Linked DNA regions of Oryctolagus cuniculus: region 2 is linked to region 1. The links are chromatin contacts, called in public Hi-C maps. All regions are on one chromosome and are shown on one strand. The core of a region is the stretch at or near the end of the contact, and the rest is flanking DNA. Distances in the headings are between cores, read along the strand shown. Region 1 has its middle 51 kb from the start of ANKEF1. Region 2 holds the start of SLX4IP (SLX4 interacting protein).

Evidence for each region. Hi-C and Micro-C count contacts between places; a contact is called where the count stands out from the background.
Region 2: a Hi-C map of embryonic fibroblasts shows a contact between it and region 1, with 4 times the contacts expected there. The contact joins the promoter of SLX4IP here to the enhancer-like site in region 1. A contact is called at or near these places in 3 of 6 Hi-C or Micro-C datasets (embryonic fibroblasts, skin fibroblasts and an unstated tissue).

Annotation. Positions count from the first base shown.
Region 1 is chr11:34,892,317-34,896,109 of mOryCun1.1, reverse strand. No RefSeq gene overlaps it. Among named protein-coding and RNA genes, the nearest start is that of ANKEF1, 51 kb to the left of the region's middle. Within about 2 kb of position 2,244, at least 1 of the 8 cell types and tissues checked has an H3K27ac peak or open chromatin away from gene starts, as enhancers often do.
Region 2 is chr11:35,348,837-35,352,687 of mOryCun1.1, reverse strand. It overlaps SLX4IP (SLX4 interacting protein), which reads right to left and starts at 2,261. Exons shown (of 10, transcript XM_008256377.4): 1 at 2,087-2,261.

The sequences.
Region 1 (3,793 bases), core at 995-3,494:
CAATGTCTTATATTGGAAAAGGAAGACAAAAATAGTACCTGCCTCATAGGATTATTGCAGAGATTAAATTAATTGATAGATTAAAAAGTGAATAGTACTCACTTAATGTAAGCTATACTTATTAGCTGTCTTGCCTATCCCAAAAGGTTGCCAAAGGGGCCAGATCCATGGCTCACTTGGTTAATCCTCCGCCTGCGGCACTGGCATCCCATATGGATGCCGGTTTTAGTCCCGGTTGCTCCTCTTCCAGTCCAGCTCTCTGCTGTGGCCCGGGAGGGCAGTGGAGGATGGCCCAAATGCTTGGGTCCCTGTACCCGCATAGGAGACCAGGAGGAAACACCTGGCTCCTGGCTTCAGAACGGCGTAGCTCCGGCCAAGGCAGCCATTTGGGGGGTGAACCAATGGAAGGAAGACCTTTCTCTCTGTCTCTCTCTCACTGTCTAACTCTATTTGTCAAAAAAAAAAAAAAAAGTTGCCAAAACTATGATCAGGTGCATAGAAAGTTTACAAGCATTCTAAAGCACCATTTTTATTGCATCTTATTTCTCACTCTACTTTTCAATACAACTTACTTTTCTTTGATTGTGATTTCCTGAAAGGTAACAATAATTGAAGACGGTTAGTGGATTAGTTTGGTGAGACCAGCATCTTCTTGTGAGACCACTGGAGTCAAAAGCAATTTGTCTTCTTAAATCAGTAGTAAAAAGCATGTCTAATGAGGTAAAATCTTCACAGTTCAGTTGATTATTTGTGTCAAATTTTTAATTTCAAGGTGACTTTCTTTCTACACCTGGACCTCTTTCTAAAGCATGACAACTGATGTTAAAAAACTAATGCTAGGAGGATAAATTCTATTCCAGAGAAAAGGGAAAAAAAATCAATCCTGCATGCACAGAGCAGTGCTTTAAAGAGACCTTGCTGTTTATCTACCGTCCGTGCTGCTCGTCTTTCCTTCAGTACAGCTCGAGTTCTTTTTCAGAGCTATTTTAAATTTTATAACACTTTATTGCAAATTGTCTATCTTTTGAATTTAGAAAGTTAAATAATTATTTCATTCTATTTTTTTTAAGATTTATTTATGTATTTGAAAGTCAGTGTTACACAGAGAGAGAAGGAGAGGCAGAGAGAGAGAGAGAGAGAGCTTCCATCCGCTGGTTCACTCCCCAGTTGGCCACAATGCCTGGAGCTATGCCAATCCAAAGCCAGGAGCCAGTAGCTTCTTCTGGTCTCCCATGTGTGTGCAGGGGCCCAAGGACTTCGGCCATCTTCTACTGCTTTCCGAGGCCATAGCAGAGAGCTGGATTGGAAGTGGAACAGCCAGGTCTCAAACTGGCATCCATGTGGGATGCCAGTGCTTCAGGCCAGGGCATTAACCCACTGCGCCACAGCGCCGGCCCCTCATTCTATTTTCTTTCCCAAAAGATAATTGCACAACAATTCTAGCAGAAGTTGCAGAAGCCAGATGCACTCTAAGAGGCTTTCCACCACTGTCGGCTTTTAAAGACTTCTGTCCCACAGTGTATTTGCCCCTTCTGCACGGGGGTAGGGTGACTTTTTAATCCTTTGAGAAATATTAAAGAAAAAATATTAAATAAAATGTATAAGAATGAAATGCACATCTTATGATTTGATTATTGTCTTCAGCCCTCGTCGATATTCCTGTACAACAGTCGTCTTTTTACTTGTCGAATATCATAGTTAGTGGTGCGTTAAGCTTGTGATTATAAAGTAAATTGAAATTATGTTTTTACAAAAATTAAAGAATAAAGAAAGAAGGAAGGAAGGGGAGTGAGGGAGAGAGCACAAGAGAGAAGTACAGTTATCTTCTTAGAACTGTATCTGTGAAATACATCAAATAAGTTCTCTATATACTAATACAAAATTTGTTTACAGAAATATTAAAGGTCTGTTGGAACCTTGCATGGCATGTTAGCTATTGCTTTGGCCAGGAACACAAAACTTGAGTATTTCAATTTAATTCAATGAGACAAGATTAGTGACAGAGCTCAGAAAACAAAGATTTAGGAATGACCATCTTTTGGAGGATATAGGAGATGGGGGTAGGTTTTTGTCCTATGTCTTTTTTCCTGGCAAATAGTTCCCCCAGCCTGTCTCACTCCTGTCTTCTGGAGACATTACACAGAGCCATAGCACCACCTATTGGCCCATTCTCTGTGGTGATCATGAGGATTTGGTAGCTGCTCAAGTGACATAGCTCATAGCGTCATTTTCATCATCCTTCCCTAGTTACCCATTGAGCACTTTGTTGTGTAATGTTATGGTTAGTCTAATAGCTCACCGACATTGAAGGACACTTTAGGAGAAGCAATTGCTTAGTTCAAAATAACAAATTGTGTAAGTACCATAAATTACAAATTCTTATCAGTTTTGCTGTTGCAATACAGTAAATGAGTCATTTTATGAAGCATATAAAATGAATCCTTTAATCACACTGGCAAATTAGTTAAACTAATTTGGTTTTATTTTCTTAACCTCAAGTACTGTTTCTGCTTTCAGGATTAGACACAACAAACTTAGAATTATGAATTAATTTTAGTCTCATTTAAAAATGGAATTAGAGGAGCTGGCGCTGTGGCATAGTAGGCTAAGCCTCTGTATGTGGCCTGGGAATCCCATATGGGTGCTGATACGTATACTGATGAGGTCTTCCTTTTCTGATCCAGCTCTCTGCTATGGCCTGGGAAAGCAGTAGAAGAAGGCCGAAGCCCTTGGGCCCCTGCACCCACATGGAAGACCTGGAAGAAGCTCCTGGCTCCTGGCTTTGGATCAGCCCAGCTCTGGCTGTTGCAGTCATTTGGGGGAATGAACCAGTGGATGGAAGACACCTCTCTCTCTCTGTAGCTCTGCCTCTCAAATAAATAAATCTTTAAAAAATGGAATTAGATGTTATACTTGGTCAAACTGCATAGAAATCATGGAAATTATGTTTTATTCATTTTTTTCTGAATTTTGAAATTGATTGACCTGATAAATTATGTCGATTTTTTTTGATGTTGAGTGTAATCATCTTCAGAGGAAAACTGACTTCTAAAGAAATACGAAGGATTTTCAAAAACTTTTATGAAAAATAGGAACTGTGAAAAAACTGCATGGATTTCAAATTTTTTGCATCAAAATAACTTACTTTTTAATTCCATTTTCTATGAACTTTTTGAAGTGCTCTTGGAACTAAAGTGAATGTTGACAGTTTCACCCACAGCTTCCTGATGTTTGGCTACATAAAAGCAATGACTCACACACTAAAGAATATTTGAAAAGCAAGAAAAGAGAAGAAGGAATGAATACAGGGACTAGAAAACCACAGCACATGAAGGCCAGGTCCCAGCAGAGGCTGAGACACCCTGTTGGAGCATTTTTAGGAAAATCCTGTAAGGAAGGGGATGAAACATCATGGACAGCAGGTGGTCTTAGGTAAGGTCTGGCCTCAGCCTGATGCCATGGAAGACCCTGGAACATAAGACACACCACATATTTGTATTCCCACACCAGTCAGTTGATTGTTGGTTATGACTGTATGGGGGCGGGGGCAGAAGTAACTTCCCTGGCAAACTTCCCTTGCACACTGAGGGTGATCCTCTGGGGAAGGAGCAGCTGGAAGCCATTAGCACCCAATATTCACAACAGCTGGGGGACAGACATTGCTTCAGAAAAGGGCATCAGCCTGGGGCTCCAACACCAGGCTTCTGCAGAGCGCCATTTGTCATAGGTGCTCACTCTCAGAGTAAAGTGAGCTCTGGATAGATTTCAAGTAACTAGTCAAACCGTCATGTTC
Region 2 (3,851 bases), core at 1,012-3,511, 460 kb before region 1:
TCCAAACAGTCAAGCAGGTGCATATCCTGCAAAGTTACAGGATGGCAGCACCCTTCCCCCAGCTGTTGCATGCACAAATCCAACATCAAATGATGCTAAGGCTTAGCTATAATAAAAAATAACAATTGTTAATTAATCTTGACATAGCTGTGACTACGAGTTAGGTACCATTTTTAAGCATTTCTATTGGATTAAGTTATCTGCATTCAACCCTATTTGACAGATGAGGAAGCTAAGGAGTTAATAATCTGTTCTAGGTCACACAGCTGGTAAGTGGAAGTGGTAGGATTTGCAGTCAGGGAATCTGGCTCCAGAGTTCATTTCCTTACCCACCATGTCTAATACCAAACAAAATATAAGATACAGTATGTGAAAATCATAAGCAATGAATATTGACCCTACATTTTTATTTCTCACATTCGCAGAACATGGGTTCAATACACCCCACACCATTCGCACGAAACTAAATAAGAAACAACAGGGACTTTCATTTCTCTTTTTCTAATCAATACGTGGAGGACACAGAGAAAGACCGGCTGGCCAACTTACTTAGGATAGAATAAATAAAGTTGGTCAGATACCGGGAAGTTGGTTCACTACATTCCCAATCCAATTATTCTTTCCAAAAAATCACAATTGTTTTAAACAAAACTATAAAGGAGTGAAAAATCTAGCAAAGAGCAACATGAGAAACATAAAACCACCTGCTGTTCTCTCACACTCTACCAGCTCCTGGTAACAGTCAGGAGGTCTTGAGTGTGGCTGATGCGGGAGCACCTGAAAAGCTCCCCAGGTGATCGTCCTGTGCAGCCAAGGCTGAGAACCCCTGATGCAGATTTCTCATTAAAGGAAGAGGCAGAAGAGAGCAAGGTGCCTCCAAAAGATTTGGTAAACCACAGCCCAAAGTTTTCAAATCAGTATTAAATTGCTGTCCACAGGCAGACTTTTGAGTTCAACTGTTAACAAATTAAAAGTCAAATATGCATGCAAGTCACAAGAAATCAAGAAGCATAGGAAGCATTTTCTTTTTTTTCCAAATGCAAATGAGCTGTAAACTAGATGTTAGGAGTTAAAAATAATACTACATTACAGATGTTGTAACGGATATTACATAAATGTGTACTGGACCGGTAAAACGGCTTTTCAGCTTTCTGGATGATGACTACATAATTATTCCAAACATGCACTGCATTTAATACACGCAATAAACCGAGAAGACATTGTGGATCTGGTTAAAAAGTGCGGATTGGGCCCATGTCCTGAATTAGTGCTCTCCCCAGTCAGCTGCAGCTCATGGGGAAGATTTGCTGTCAGCACATCTGGGTCTTGTAGCACAAACAAGCTCACAAACAAGGTGGTGCTGATGCTGCTGACAGGCAGGCCACACCTGGTCCAGGAGGACCTAAATCACTTGAATACTGGCTGTAATGCACCAGTCACTTGGCTTACAGATACGATTACATCTAAGACCTAAGATTTAAGTATCAACACAATTCATGCCTAGCACAGGCCTAAAGACAGAGGGGGACAGCAGATGGGTTAGAGAGAGGAGCAAGCAAAGTAGTACAGCAGTGCTAAGAACCGCACAATACCTGATTACCCCAACCCAGTACCCGTCACGGTGATGGGGTGCAAGCTCCATAACAGGTTTTCCGTTTGGGCTGAATTTGTATGGCCTAACACAAACTAGACACTCAGTTAACGCAGTGAGTACGTGAATGAATGGGACGTCGCATCCCAACACTGGGAAGAACGCTGCATTTGCACACATGGATGCAGGCAGCCATAATTTAATACAAATCCCTGGCCCATCCATTGGGCTCCAAAAAATGTCCTAAAAACAAACAAACAAACAAACAAAACAGATTTCTCCGGCGCATTTTCACTTTAAAGGGCAGGCATCCCGTACCCTGATGTTTAACACCTTCCTAGCTCTTTGAAAAACACGGAGCGGGGTGGAAGCCCAGGGAGGAGAATTAGGAAGACGCTAAAATTTGAAAGCAAAATTAAAAAGGGAAAGAGGCGAGGGCGAGCAGCCGAGTTCAAGTCAAGGCACATCTTGGGTCGTAGTCAGCTCTGTGCTTACCTAGGATGGTGGTGGGGTTTGGGTTCTGGCTTTTGTGTTTTGTAACTGCCCAGGGTCCCCGGCGGAGAAGCACCTGGCTGGGGAAACAGCCTAGGCAGGCAGCAAGCTCTGCAGCTAGCCAACTTTGAGGCGCTTGGGGATTTCGAGTTTCGCGTCAATTTCCTTTTTTTCCCAGATCTCCCCGCGCGTTTGGCATTCACAGCCGCCGCCCGAACGCAAGATGATCCGGGCAGCTTCGCCGCAGGCCTGAAGCCATTGCCAGGAGTTAAGATGGCGGCAAAACGGTAGGCGAGCTGCGAGAAGCCTACCCACAACAAAAATGGCTTCCATGACTGTGATGGCGGCTTTCCGGAGCCCAAAACAAACATGGCGGCAGAGGTTGTCCGTGCGGAGGCTGGGCACGCAATCGATGTGATTGGCTGGTAACGAATCACGGTTCCCGGCCAGAGCCGAAACGATCGAGAGAAAATTTAAACGTGGTTTCTGCGGTAGGTCTTGTTGACACAGTTAAATTCCTAGCGCAAGGACGGAAGGGATCTTGGGTACGTAAGGTCGTAAGAAAGGTTGGACAGCAAAGGCTGCTTTCACAGTGCCGGAGGAACTTAAGGTAGCTCGCTTAAACACAGCGTGCTCTGTAACTCCTTTTAATGACACAAGAGAATAAAAGTTTTGTCTTGGAGTCGCCACAAAGTAGGGAGGCCTGACACTGCGTACAGGACCACATTCCTGGACGGAACCAGGGGGATCCGAAGGGAGACGCGCAGGGGCGCGACAGGCTCTGCCTGCGCCGGCCTGGCCTCCAGCCGGACCCACGCAGTCCTCACGGGAAGCTCCGTTTCTCCTGCTTTTCGAGGCAGCCAGAGACAGAGGCGGGGCCTCGGCGCTGTGTGCTAGGTCGAGTCTGGGGCGGGGGGGGGGGGACGCCGGGCTGAGAAGCGTTAGGCCTATTTCCACTCATACAATACATAACTTGCTAATCCTACACCGAAAAACAGGCACTGTTTGCTTTGGATATGTTAATTAAATCTGAAGTGTTAGTATCTTCGGTTCCGAAAACCTGCTAAGATTGACAGTGAACAAACCCCGCCTCCTGTCCTTGCCTTGACCTAGAACTTCCCCTAAAACCCGGATGCGCGGAATCCGAGGGGGCTGCGCGCCCGCCGCAGAGCTGCGCATGCGCTGCGTCCGCGCGGGGCAAAGGTGGCGCGGCTCCGGGGGCATCTGCGTGCGTTCCGGCTTCTGGGGCCGGCCTGGGGAGGCGCAGCGGCTGACGGGCAGGTGAGAGCGCTGGATCCTCGGGCGGAAGCGCCCAGTTGTTGTGCGGCCAAAGAGCGGGGAGGAGGCTCGAGTTGGCCGCCGCTCCACCTCGCAGAGGTCGCCGGCTTCCTCACTGCAGGATATTTGGGGCGCGGGGGACCAGGAGGACGAAGATCCGCCTTTAAAATGGCCGTGGGCCGTCAGCACCTGCGACGGAGCGAGTGTGCATGGCGGGGGTGTGTGGATGATGTGGCGAGGGCTTCCTCGCACCGGCTCCACGTGCGCTGCTCCCTGCAGCCCGCGGCTTCTCGAGTCTGCTGCCTTCTGGCCGCTGTCCGGTGGGCACGTGGGGTCCCCAAGGCTTGTCGCTCCAGGACTGGTTGGGGGTGAGGCAGAAGCTCAGAGTGAGGGGTGCAGGCCGCCTGCTGGGGCCATGTTCGCCCTCCCCCCAAGCTGGGACCGGGTCCAGCTCCTGTTGTGGTTTCAGAGACTCTTGGTGTGGCAGATC